Regions from separate parts of the Mus musculus genome. Here all the other regions are linked to region 2. Evidence: chromatin contacts called from public promoter capture Hi-C data. All regions are on one chromosome and are shown on one strand. Each heading gives the region's core, a stretch centred on a gene start, on an enhancer-like site or on the middle of the called end of the contact. The rest is flanking DNA. Distances are from core to core; before and after follow the strand shown.

What was found. Promoter capture Hi-C pulls out the DNA fragments that hold promoters and counts their contacts.
Region 1: a contact with region 2 is called in a promoter capture Hi-C map of pre-B cells. The contact joins the promoter of Map4k4 here to the promoter of Il1r2 in region 2. A contact is called at or near these places in 3 of 39 promoter capture datasets (the C10 cell line, neutrophils and pre-B cells), 3 of 484 Hi-C or Micro-C datasets (centroblasts, myocytes and neutrophils), 1 of 115 datasets of contacts at active chromatin or transcription factors (memory CD8 T cells) and 2 of 9 other capture datasets (adipose tissue and pancreatic islet).
Region 3: a contact with region 2 is called in a promoter capture Hi-C map of hematopoietic stem and progenitor cells, with 4 times the contacts expected there. The contact joins the promoter of 1700066B17Rik here to the promoter of Il1r2 in region 2. A contact is called at or near these places in 9 of 39 promoter capture datasets (the 3T3-L1 cell line, cranial neural crest, embryonic stem cells and 5 more), 1 of 484 Hi-C or Micro-C datasets (regulatory T cells), 2 of 115 datasets of contacts at active chromatin or transcription factors (bone marrow-derived macrophages and thymic regulatory T cells) and 1 of 9 other capture datasets (liver).

The regions. Positions count from the first base shown.
Region 1 is chr1:39,898,933-39,902,555 of GRCm38.p6, forward strand. It overlaps Map4k4 (mitogen-activated protein kinase kinase kinase kinase 4), which reads left to right and starts at 1,981. Exons shown (of 32, transcript NM_001252200.1): 1 at 1,981-2,354; 2 at 2,577-2,642. The coding sequence starts at 2,298.
Region 2 is chr1:40,083,100-40,086,464 of GRCm38.p6, forward strand. Il1r2 (interleukin 1 receptor, type II) reads left to right here and starts at 1,615. Exons shown (of 9, transcript NM_010555.5): 1 at 1,615-1,720. Gm16894 (predicted gene, 16894) reads right to left here and starts at 2,752. Exons shown (of 4, transcript NR_037980.1): 1 at 2,514-2,752; 2 at 2,045-2,188; 3 at 1,868-1,915.
Region 3 is chr1:39,845,694-39,848,936 of GRCm38.p6, forward strand. 1700066B17Rik (RIKEN cDNA 1700066B17 gene) reads right to left here and starts at 1,637. Exons shown (of 5, transcript NR_040465.1): 1 at 1,616-1,637; 2 at 1-153.

The DNA of each region.
Region 1 (3,623 bases), core at 731-3,230, 180 kb before region 2:
TTCAGCTTTGCTCTAAATCCAGGAGACTTTCAGAGAACACCTGCTTAGTGTTCTTTCTGTCTGGCTGGAATTACAATATAATATTATGCGTATTTACAAACTGCCCTTTGGACATTAGCTTTAAGTTCTCTGAGGACAAATTGTGATGCTCTTTCAGATATCCTGGGCGCTGGCTTGCCCTTTCAATAATAGATACTGCCTTGAAAATGGAAAACAATGGCTTCAGTACGGATCCTGCTCACTGCATCTTAGGATAGGGGTTGGGGGGGGCGGGGCTTGGAGAAATCCGAGATAGTAGGATGTAATGGCTGTAATGGCTCTGAACTGATGGGAAAGGATTCATATAGATAAGAAGGAAGTGGTATGAGGTAGGCCTCCATGTCATAGGTCTGATGTTAACCTGTGGAAAGACTGGGATTAGGGACTGGGAGTGGGGGTGGGTTGGGGAGGGGGGCGGTGCCGAGAGACTGCCGTATTTGTATAGCCATCAGCTGTGCACAGTGGGCGAGGTAATTCTTCAGATTTTATTTCCTAATGTATAAAGCAGCAAAATTAAGAGTACCACTCAAGGTTCACGTGAAGAACAGTAAGATAAGATATATGAAATGGGCTGCACACATCACTGTATTATCAATAAATAATAACAAAGCCAAACCAGACAAGCGCTAACAAATTCACCAACATTTTTGTTCCTGTGCGTTTCCTAAGGAACAGATATTGGGAGTTCCGAATATAATTTCACTCTACAATGGAGTCTCATGTCAAACATCTTAGAACGTAACCCAAGCAGAAGAGCGCTGGACATTCTCTGGGGGCAGCGACTTGAACTCTGGGTATAGGCCGAAGTGGAGAGTATGCTCGCTCCTCTCTAGGCTAGGGTCTTTAGGGTTTGAGTACAACAATTGCAGTATTGGGGGTTTTCTACTCCGAGGCTATAAGGTGTGTACTGCTTAAATCAGAACAGTGTGGAGTGTGTGGGGAGGGAGGTGCAGAACGTTATTGACAACTAGATGCCCATGAAACAGTGGATTTTGGGGGGCGCCATGTAACACCAAGCTTAGCTTCATCTCTTAACTTATCAGGCCCATTCTAGGCCTTCTACATGTGGGAGTCAAGCAATTTTACAGCGATCTTGTACCTGGCCATTCTGGGATACTGTTGAGAACACCCGCTGTGAGGTAACAGGGAGTCACTAAACATGTTTTTGGCTGGTCCTGGGACGTGATAAAGAGGGACAGTAGTTGAACTGCCTAGCTGACTTGCTGTGGCATGCTGGAAGAAGCCTGTTTGGTGACCCGTGGTGATCTCCATCCAGGTACTGTCAGGGTTTTAGATCCCGAGCAGAGGGCTCGCCCGTCCGCCCTCCCTCCCATGGGCCAAACTGGCTCGGGGAACACAGCAGCGAGCAATCACAGCGACTGTTTTGGATTCTCCCGGACGGTCAAGTGATGCTCAGCGAATCCTCCAGCAGCAACCAAGCCACAAACTGAGACAGGAAAGGAGAAAGGAGAGGAACACCCCTTGGGGGGTAAAAAGGAAACGAGGGTCTACGGGACCGACCGGCCGTAGGCGGCGGAGGGGTCCGAGGCCCGACCCCGGCGCGTCCTGGCACACCCTCTCCCGGGCGAGCGGCGCGGGTGGGGTGTCCACGGGGCCGCCGGGGCGCTCCGAGTCTTTCATTCATTGTTAGCGGAGGCTGGGGTGTTCCGCCGCGCCCCGCACTTCCTCCGGGAAGGCCCCGAGGGCTCCCGGCCCCACCCCGGGCCGGGCCACCATCCGCGGAGGGCCGGCCGCCCGGCCATTGTTCGAGCCCCACCCCTGCTGAATATTCACGCGGGCGGGCGGCGAGCGAGCGAGGGCGAGGGCCGGGTTCCGCCCGCTCTCCCGGCGGAGGGGGCGGGGGAGTCGCTCGCCCCTCCTCAGCGGCGCCGGTCGGTGCCCCGCGTCCCCGCCCCCGCCCCCGCCTCCCGCGGCATCTTTGTCTCGCGGCCTCGCGCTCGCTCGCTCGCCGCGCTCTCCGGCCCCAGCTCCGGGCCGCTCGTGCAGGCGCGCGCGCGCGGGGCGCCGGGGCCTGAGGCGGCGGGCGACGCCCGGGGGGCGGGTGGGGGCCGAGGGAGGACCGCCAAGCCATGGTGTGAGCTCCGCGGCCAGCGCTCTCCGCGCCGCGCTCCGCTCCGACCGGACGACAAGCCGCCCGGGCGGCGGCGGCCTGCCCGTGCGGCCCGAGCCCCGGCGCCGCCGAGCCCCTGCCCGTCTCTCGCTCTCTCGCCCGCTCCCGGAGCGGCGACCCGGGGAAGATGGCGAACGACTCTCCCGCGAAGAGCCTGGTGGACATTGACCTGTCGTCCCTGCGGGTGAGTGCGGCCGCGCCCTGCGCGCCGCGGTGGACACGGACACCCGCGGGCGCGGCGGCCCCTTTGTCTGCCGGGCGAGCGGGCGGGCGGGTGCCACGGCGCTCCCGGGGACCCGGCGGGGCGAGCCTTTGTCACCGCCCTGCATCCCTCCCTCCGCCCTCTCGCCCTCCTCGGTTGGGGTCCCTCTTTTGAGTTGATAACCTCCCCCTCCTCTCTCTCCAGGACCCTGCTGGGATTTTTGAGCTGGTGGAAGTGGTTGGAAATGGCACCTATGGACAAGTCTATAAGGTCGGTGTGGGGCGCCTTTGTTCCCCGTGGCGTGGAGAAACTTCTTAGGGGACGAGGGAAAGGGTGACGAAACGCTGCTGACTGCAGGCCGTGCCGCCTGGCCAAAGTTGGGAAAGGGGGTTTCGCCTGGCTTTTCTTTTTTTTTCTTTTTCTTTTTTGTTTTTTTGCCTGTGTTCAGACTGGCCTTAAAAGACCTCATTTCCTGGCTTTGAGATAAAGGAAATAAGCTACACTGTTAGGCATGCACTTGGCTTTAGCAAAATAGAAAAGGAATTTTGTGTTCGAGGGTGACCACAGGGTCTCCCCCCAAACCCCCTTTCCTCCAAATCTGGCCTTCATGCGTTTGCGTTTGTCCGTGAATTAAAATTCGGTGTAGACAGGCCTTGCCTATGACTCCACTCAGCCACTGCCTTGGTATTCTTGAGACATGTCATCGTGCTTCTGCCTTCGGAGTGCTTGCCGTAGGCTCCAACTTGGGGAGGCTAGCGTTACCTGGTACTGATTTTAAAGCTTGGCCAGCATACCCTGTTCTAGTGGACAGTATCTTGGGGAAGCGGGCGGGGGAGTGTGCTTTTGGGCCACGGGAACAGGAGGAATTACAGTGTGGGGATTATAAAATGTGAATTCCAGGAATAACCTTTGTGACAGCTGTGTAATTGAGATGGCTGGGAGGAGAGAGAGCAAGGAGTAGAGAGGATGCCAGACTTCACACCCGCCACCCCTGGTCGTTCTCTCTCTTTAAATTTATCCTCCTCCCTGGGCTGCAGATGAAGCTGAGGAATCTGTTGGCCTGTGTCGCCGCGGAGCTGGCACCTAAGGCTGTGAACTGTTGTTCATTCTGTTTCGCTCGCTCGGTCTAGAAGGCGGCTCAGGCTCCGAAGTGTAAAAAAAAAAAAAACACAAACAAAACAAAGCAAAAACCTTTACGTTCGTTCGGTTTCCTGATTTCCTTCTTGTTGGTAAACGGTTTTCTGGAATTAT
Region 2 (3,365 bases), core at 365-2,864:
GAAGAGGAGAAGGAGGAAGAGGGAGAGGAGGAAGAGGAGAAGGAAGAAGAACAACAACTACTACTATTACTACCACTACTAAAGTTCAAACTTAGTAGTGACAGTAGCAAGCCTCAGCAGGACCCATGGAACAATGACTGCTTCTCCTGTATCCCTCCATCTCCATTCATGGGCCCAGCAGCAATAGAATGTTCAGTTCAACTTCCCCACCAGTGCATGGGAAATGACCAAGATCCTTTGAGGTTCAAGATGCCTGTTACCCAAGATGCTTGTTGCAAATGCTGAGGTAGAGACTCCTCCTCAATTAGACCCAATGTGGTTCTGGCTCAGAAACCAGAAGCCACCCATGGAAAACCTGTGGCAAGGTACTTTTAAGTGACATGCAGCCCAGAGAGTGGAGGAAGGTGACTGGAAGACAGTATGTGTGAGCCACCAACATCATGCATGCATGCCCAGTTTGAGGGGGTGGTCTGAACTCTGAATACTTTGACACATTGTCTTTACCATTCATTTGTCTTTAGCAGATACAAATTCTGCGATATTGATGGAAGAAAATATGGTCATCAAATACCTAGGATAAAATTCACAGTGAGACAATATGTGGTGGAGAATTCTAAGCCCTACTCTGGTCAGCTGGGCAACAGAAGGACTCTTTGTCATACAAACAATTCTTTCTCATAAGTACTTCACAAATTAAGGACAGGGAGAGAAAACATGGGCTTCAGACTCCTTTTGGGGAGGTAAGATGAAGGCGGGGGTGGGGGGCAGGGGATGAGATTTGCATTTGTTCTTATTCCTACATCATTCTGGAGGTCGGAGGTCTGCATGGGCCTCAGTGGGCTAGAATGAATTGTAGTCCATACAGGGTCCCTGGAGCCACAAGGGCAGCATCCATGTCTTGGGTTTTTGTCCAGCCTCTGGCTCTCTGGCTCATGGACTGCAGCACTACACACACCATCCTCTTCCTCCTTTGGCTGTCTTACCACTTTTTCCTGAAGCACCAAACCCGAGCCTGTCTCCGGACCTGGAAATCCTTAACTTACATTAGCAGTCACTTTCTCTACATTAAGCAGCATGTTCCCAGCTTCCAAAGACTCAGACAAAAAGTTAAAAACAAAACCAACCAAACAAACAAACAAACAAAAAGCCAAACAAAGGCCCCCCTAAAACAAGCCCATCCATTTAATCCTCCTCCTAGTCAAGAAGAGTTCCTTGGGGGTGGGAGTGGGGATCTTGTGTCCCACTCATTTAAAACCCTCCTTTTCTCTTTAATGGGACCATGGTTGGGTTTTAAGCAGCATCCAGCAGATGGGGTGAAATCTTGCCTGTGAAACTGTTTACAACTTCTTCATGTACAGCCAGCATCACTTTAAAATGTGTTCTTGGCTGGAAGCATGCCATTCTAGCGACACACACACACACACACACACACACACACACACACTCAAATAAGGAAACTCAGAGTTTCCTAGGCCACTTCCCCATATGGCAAGGATGTACGCACAAAGCACCATGAGCAGGGTGCTCCCCGTGAGCAGGGAAAAGGTGTGTCCACCACCACCCAATTAGAGTGAGTGACACAGGCCAGTTAGGAAACCACAAGCAGGAGCCTATAAATCCCTGAGGGGGCTGCTGGGACATCACAGAAGGTGAAAGTCTGGCCCAGCAGCCTTCCCCAGTCAGGCAAGAAGCAGCAAGGTACAAGAATACACAGCTCCAGGTAAGAAGGTGGGAAAGAGGCAGGGGGAGACACCAGGAAGCCAGTCACCAGTCAGACACCAGTCTGAACATCAGGTCTGCTTTTAGTGGGTCCTCAGGCAACCCTCTATGAGTCTCCTAGCTTCCTCTGGGTGAGCGGTCTCCTCACCTGTGTGGAGGTCACTTTATTCCTTGATTGTTTTCTACTTCGTTTTCTCTGTTAGAAAAAAAGGGAGGGGGGGGACTACATCAGAGAGCTGCTATTGAATGTCCACAGATCCAGGTAGCAGGGGACAGACAAGCATCTAGAATTCACCTGGAGGAAGGGAGTGGGCTGGGTTCTTACCTTGGGAGGCTGAGCATCTGGGACAGAGCGCAGAGCACGTTGAAAGGCTTTGGGGACTTTCCTAGGGTGATTTTTTTTTTTTAAATGTACCTGATGCCTCTCAGAAACCATAGCTTCCAGGCAGACTGGGCAGCACTCTAAGACCTGCCTGGCACACACAGTTATTAGATAAATGAATGTACTGGTTTTTTTCCCTCCTCTGCTTCTTAAAGTCTCTTCTCTTCAGTCCCCTACTCTATTTTGAAGCCCATTTTTTCCCTTCTGAGCCCTAGCTTATATGTCTCTGACCTCAGCCTCCTTACACAGGGTGATCTTGGCCAGAGCTTCTCTCTGGGTTTCCTACTGTGTAAATAGAGGCAAAAGACTGGCCTGTCCTTCCCAGTCCCTGCTTGCAGTGGGATGTTGCTGGCTTCCGTCCGTGTTCCATATCGGCTTCCATCAACCTCACCCTCCTCTAGCTCTGCCTTACCTGGAGGCTTGCTCTCCGGGATCAGCATCTTGTTCCTACAGGCATAAGTGCAGAAGAATGTCTTCCCCGAGGCCTCTCTGAGCCTCGCCTGCCTCAATGCATTCTTTTCCTTTTCTTAGCTGGTAGTGCTGCGGGGATGGACCCTCCCTCGTGTGCTGCAGGTTGTCCTGGGCTTCCCCAAGCCATTCTCATTCCCAGCTCACCCTCAAATCCTACTGTTTTGACAGCGAGAATGGAGCGATCACGTGACCACGTCCGACTTTTTGACAGTGAGACCGGGGAGATCACGTGATCACGTCCCTCCTCCCATACCCCAGGATAGCAGCGCCAGCCTCTAGGGACAGCAGAAGCGGCAGAAGCGGGTGCTTTTTCAAGGAACTTCCGACTACTCTGTTTATCAGGTCTTCCAACTTGGCCTTTACCATATCTGCCTACGACACGCATTGCTTGGCCCACGCAGATTTTTTTTTTTTTTTTTTCAGATTCAGTAGATGTGGGTGTGTGCCCAAGGACTCGATCACACGCTGGAACTGCTTGTATGGGAAGAGCCCTTTTGGAGGACTATTTTCTTAGGAGATTAGATGAGGCTCATGCTCATTAGAGAGCCCAGGACGGAGGGAGTTATCTGTGGACAAGGAACTTGTGAGATCATTGCTTCTTGCATCTCCCGGGAGTCTTGTAAACACGCAGGTGACTTTTATTCCTGAGAGTTGATGTCTGGGCATCTGCTTTCTTCTCACGTGTTGATCATGTTGTGAGCAACCAAGCTTTCAAGAGTCAGGAAAGAGACCTTCCTTGGGAGTGAGGAATGAGTAAATGTATAGCATTGGGTGAGTGTTGAATGTTCGAGAG
Region 3 (3,243 bases), core at 387-2,886, 240 kb before region 2:
ACTGCAGACCAATAGGTATGTTACAAAACAAGTTCGTTGTAAAGACGTTGGGAGATATCAGGTCCCTGCCATTCTCTGATGACTTACAGAAATATTTCAAGGTTGCAAGGCTGACTATTTTTTTTAATTGTTATGGTTTATATAATCCTTTATCTGTGTGAAGGAGGAATTTCTCATTACAGTGTGACCAAAATAAACTCTAAAAATAATCTGAACCCCAAGGCTGGCTTCAGACGGTGCCAGGTTCCCATAACCCTTCTACATTTTTCCATCTGTAAAGCTGCTCTCGGTTCACATTACTGGGCTCTATGGTGTGTGAATATAAGCTGAGGCTATAGTGGGAATATATATGTGTAACACAAACCGTTAGCCATTTGATATTTTAGGGATTTCTGGAATGTTATTTGAAAGATGGACTGAACTATCTCTTTGAAAGTTTCAAAACCACTAAGCGGGGGAGGCAATGTCCTAGAGTCCAGCCTGCCAGTAATTCTGCAACCAATGCCTAAGAAAACAAAGGGTCTGCCTGGGGACTGAACCCAGAGAGGCCCAACCAGGAAAAACCACTGGAGCATTTTGCTGGAGAGCGAGGTGAACAAGAATATGCTCTGGGTCTCCTCTGGATGCCCAGATCCCTGACCTCAAAGGTTTGTGTGTTTGCCTCGGTGCTGACTTCAACATGGTCTGGCCCCTGTTCAGCAGCTAGGGAAGCCCTTGAGTAATACATGCTGGTGCTCAAACATTGGGAGCCAGGCATAGACCTAGAACCTCCTAAACTCAGTAACAGTAGAGATCAGAGCAAGCCAGGGGAGGCTAAAGGAAAGGAGCAGTCCAGGGCTGGGAGACTCTGTTCAGAATGGGGATGCCACACAGCACCTCTTCCTTCTCCTACCCCCACCCCACCCCCAGCCCTATCCTCAGACCTGCCTTCGTCCTGTGACTTTTTCAACAAAGGTAGATTAGACACCAGGGTCTTTTCTGGTCCCTCCTCCTCTTTCCCCCCATTCCTTCTTCTCCTCCCCCTCCCTTTCTCCTCTTTCTCCTCCCCCTTCCTCCCTTCCTCCTAGTCTTTGGCTTCCCCTGGACTTTCCCCGACTCTTTAAAAACGTTCTCTCTCTGACAGTCGACAGGGAAAGGAAAGATATTTTCTTCATTGGTGTAAGGCACCCATGCTCCCACAAACAACAACCCGGCGCTCCTGTAAATAACAATAATGAAACTTACTGGGTCATGAAATAAAGGAAGGGGGGATGAGGTTAGAAGGTGGACTAGTTGAGAAGGGGAACGGGATTAATGGAGGGTGGGAGGGACAAGATGTTGAGGGGATAAAAGTGATCAAAATGCACAATGAAAACAATTATTATGTGCAATTAAGATATAATAGTAAAACCACTTTTTAAAAGCTCTCTCTCAGTTCTGCCCCTGTAACTACTGTCCTATCTGTCCCTAGCCTTCACATGAAACGTCTTGCCATCAAGACGTGACTGTGGCATTGCGTCCCTCCCTAAGCCAGTGTGCCTGGACTTCCCCTGCTGGAACAGTGGCGTCATCTCAAAGGTCACAGCGACTTCCTGATTTTAAGTCCAGGAAGCTTTCTGGGAGCTGATGCTCTCACCGGCCTCTGTGTAATGATGTCTACAGACCACCGCTCCTCAGGTTGGAGATGCCCTTTGATATTGTGACTTCACTTCCTGTTTTCCCCTCCCCCACCCTCACCATACCTATCTCCAAAAGCTTTTTCTATCTTCCTATGCCTCTAAAGCAGTAGATCTCAACCTGTTGGCTGAGTGGCCCCTCTGGAGCCAAACAGCCCTTACATAGGGATAGCATATCAGATATCCTGCATATCAAATATTTACATTATGATTGGTAACAGTAGCAGGTTTACAGTTATGAAGTAGCAACAAAAATAATGTTATGGTTGGGGGGGGGGGTCTCCCCAACATGAGGAACTGCATGAAAGTATCACAGCATTAGGAAGGTTGCAGCTCTAAAGCAAGATGGCGGTGCTAGTTTATAGCACACTATCACAGGGTGCTGAAGACAATTGTAAAACAATTGGCTTTCTGCCCACTCTGAAAGCTAGACGTCCAAGATGGCATCAGTGTTGGTATATCAGTCTATTTTCCACTGCTACAAAAAAAAAAAAAAAAAAACCACAAAACTGCCTGGTGTTGGGTTCTTTGTAAAGAAAGAGGTTTTATTTAACTCATACATCTTCAAGTCCAAGAGCACAGCCCTGATTGTCACTCAGCTCTGGTGAGGGCCTCCCTGCAGGAACATGTGCTGAAATCGGATAGCAAGATCCGAAATCAGAGAAATTCAGGCTCTATAGCTTGATCTCCAAGGACCTGACCAGAGTGTCACAACTCTATCAATCCCTGCCTAGTGCAGCATCCACAAAAACTTAACCACCTCCCGATAGGCCCCACCTCTTAAAGGTTCAACCACCTTACACTGCCACACTGGGAACCAAATTTCCCACACATGACCCTTTGAGGAGGACACTCAAGTCATCTCTGAACTATAGCAGCTGGTTTCTTCTGTAGGCTGTCTTATTGATTTATAGATGGTGGGCCTTCTCCTGTGGCCTTGTATTCTACCTCCGTTTATATATGTATCTAATTTCCTTCTCTTATAAGGACACTAATCATATTAGATTAGTTCTCCCTAATGACTTTGTCTTAATCATCTCTGTAAACTCATTTTCTCTAAATGAACTCCATTCTGGGACACGGGAGATGGGCATCGCCGCAACACATGGATTTTGGAGGTGGAAGAAAAAGGCATAATGTCATCCCTAGCCATGGTCAATCTCATTCAAATCCTTGGTCCTTTTAAATATTGCTTTCTTATACCCATCTAAAAGCTGGGTGTATAGTTATCAAGCAAAATGGTTTTTTTTTTAATTGCAAAAAGTAATATATCTCATGAAAACATCAAAGGTGTCGGGGAAAAGGACTAATGAGATGTTGTGATTTCGAAATAAAATGCAGCTCCCAGTCCTCACCTGCGCTCTGAGCCTGATTCCACTGTGCTCCCAGTCCCAGTGAGTGCTGGCAGTTCCCACAGGCTACGGAGCAGTGCCTACTCGGGCTCCCTTGTCTTCACCTAAGACCCCTACAACCTTTCCAGTCCCCTCTTTCCTCTGCCTGACACTGTGACCAGACATTCCATTTGTCCCTTTCAAAGACTGACTGCATAATTGCTGTTTAATACAGTATTTGTGAAAACCTATTTCAT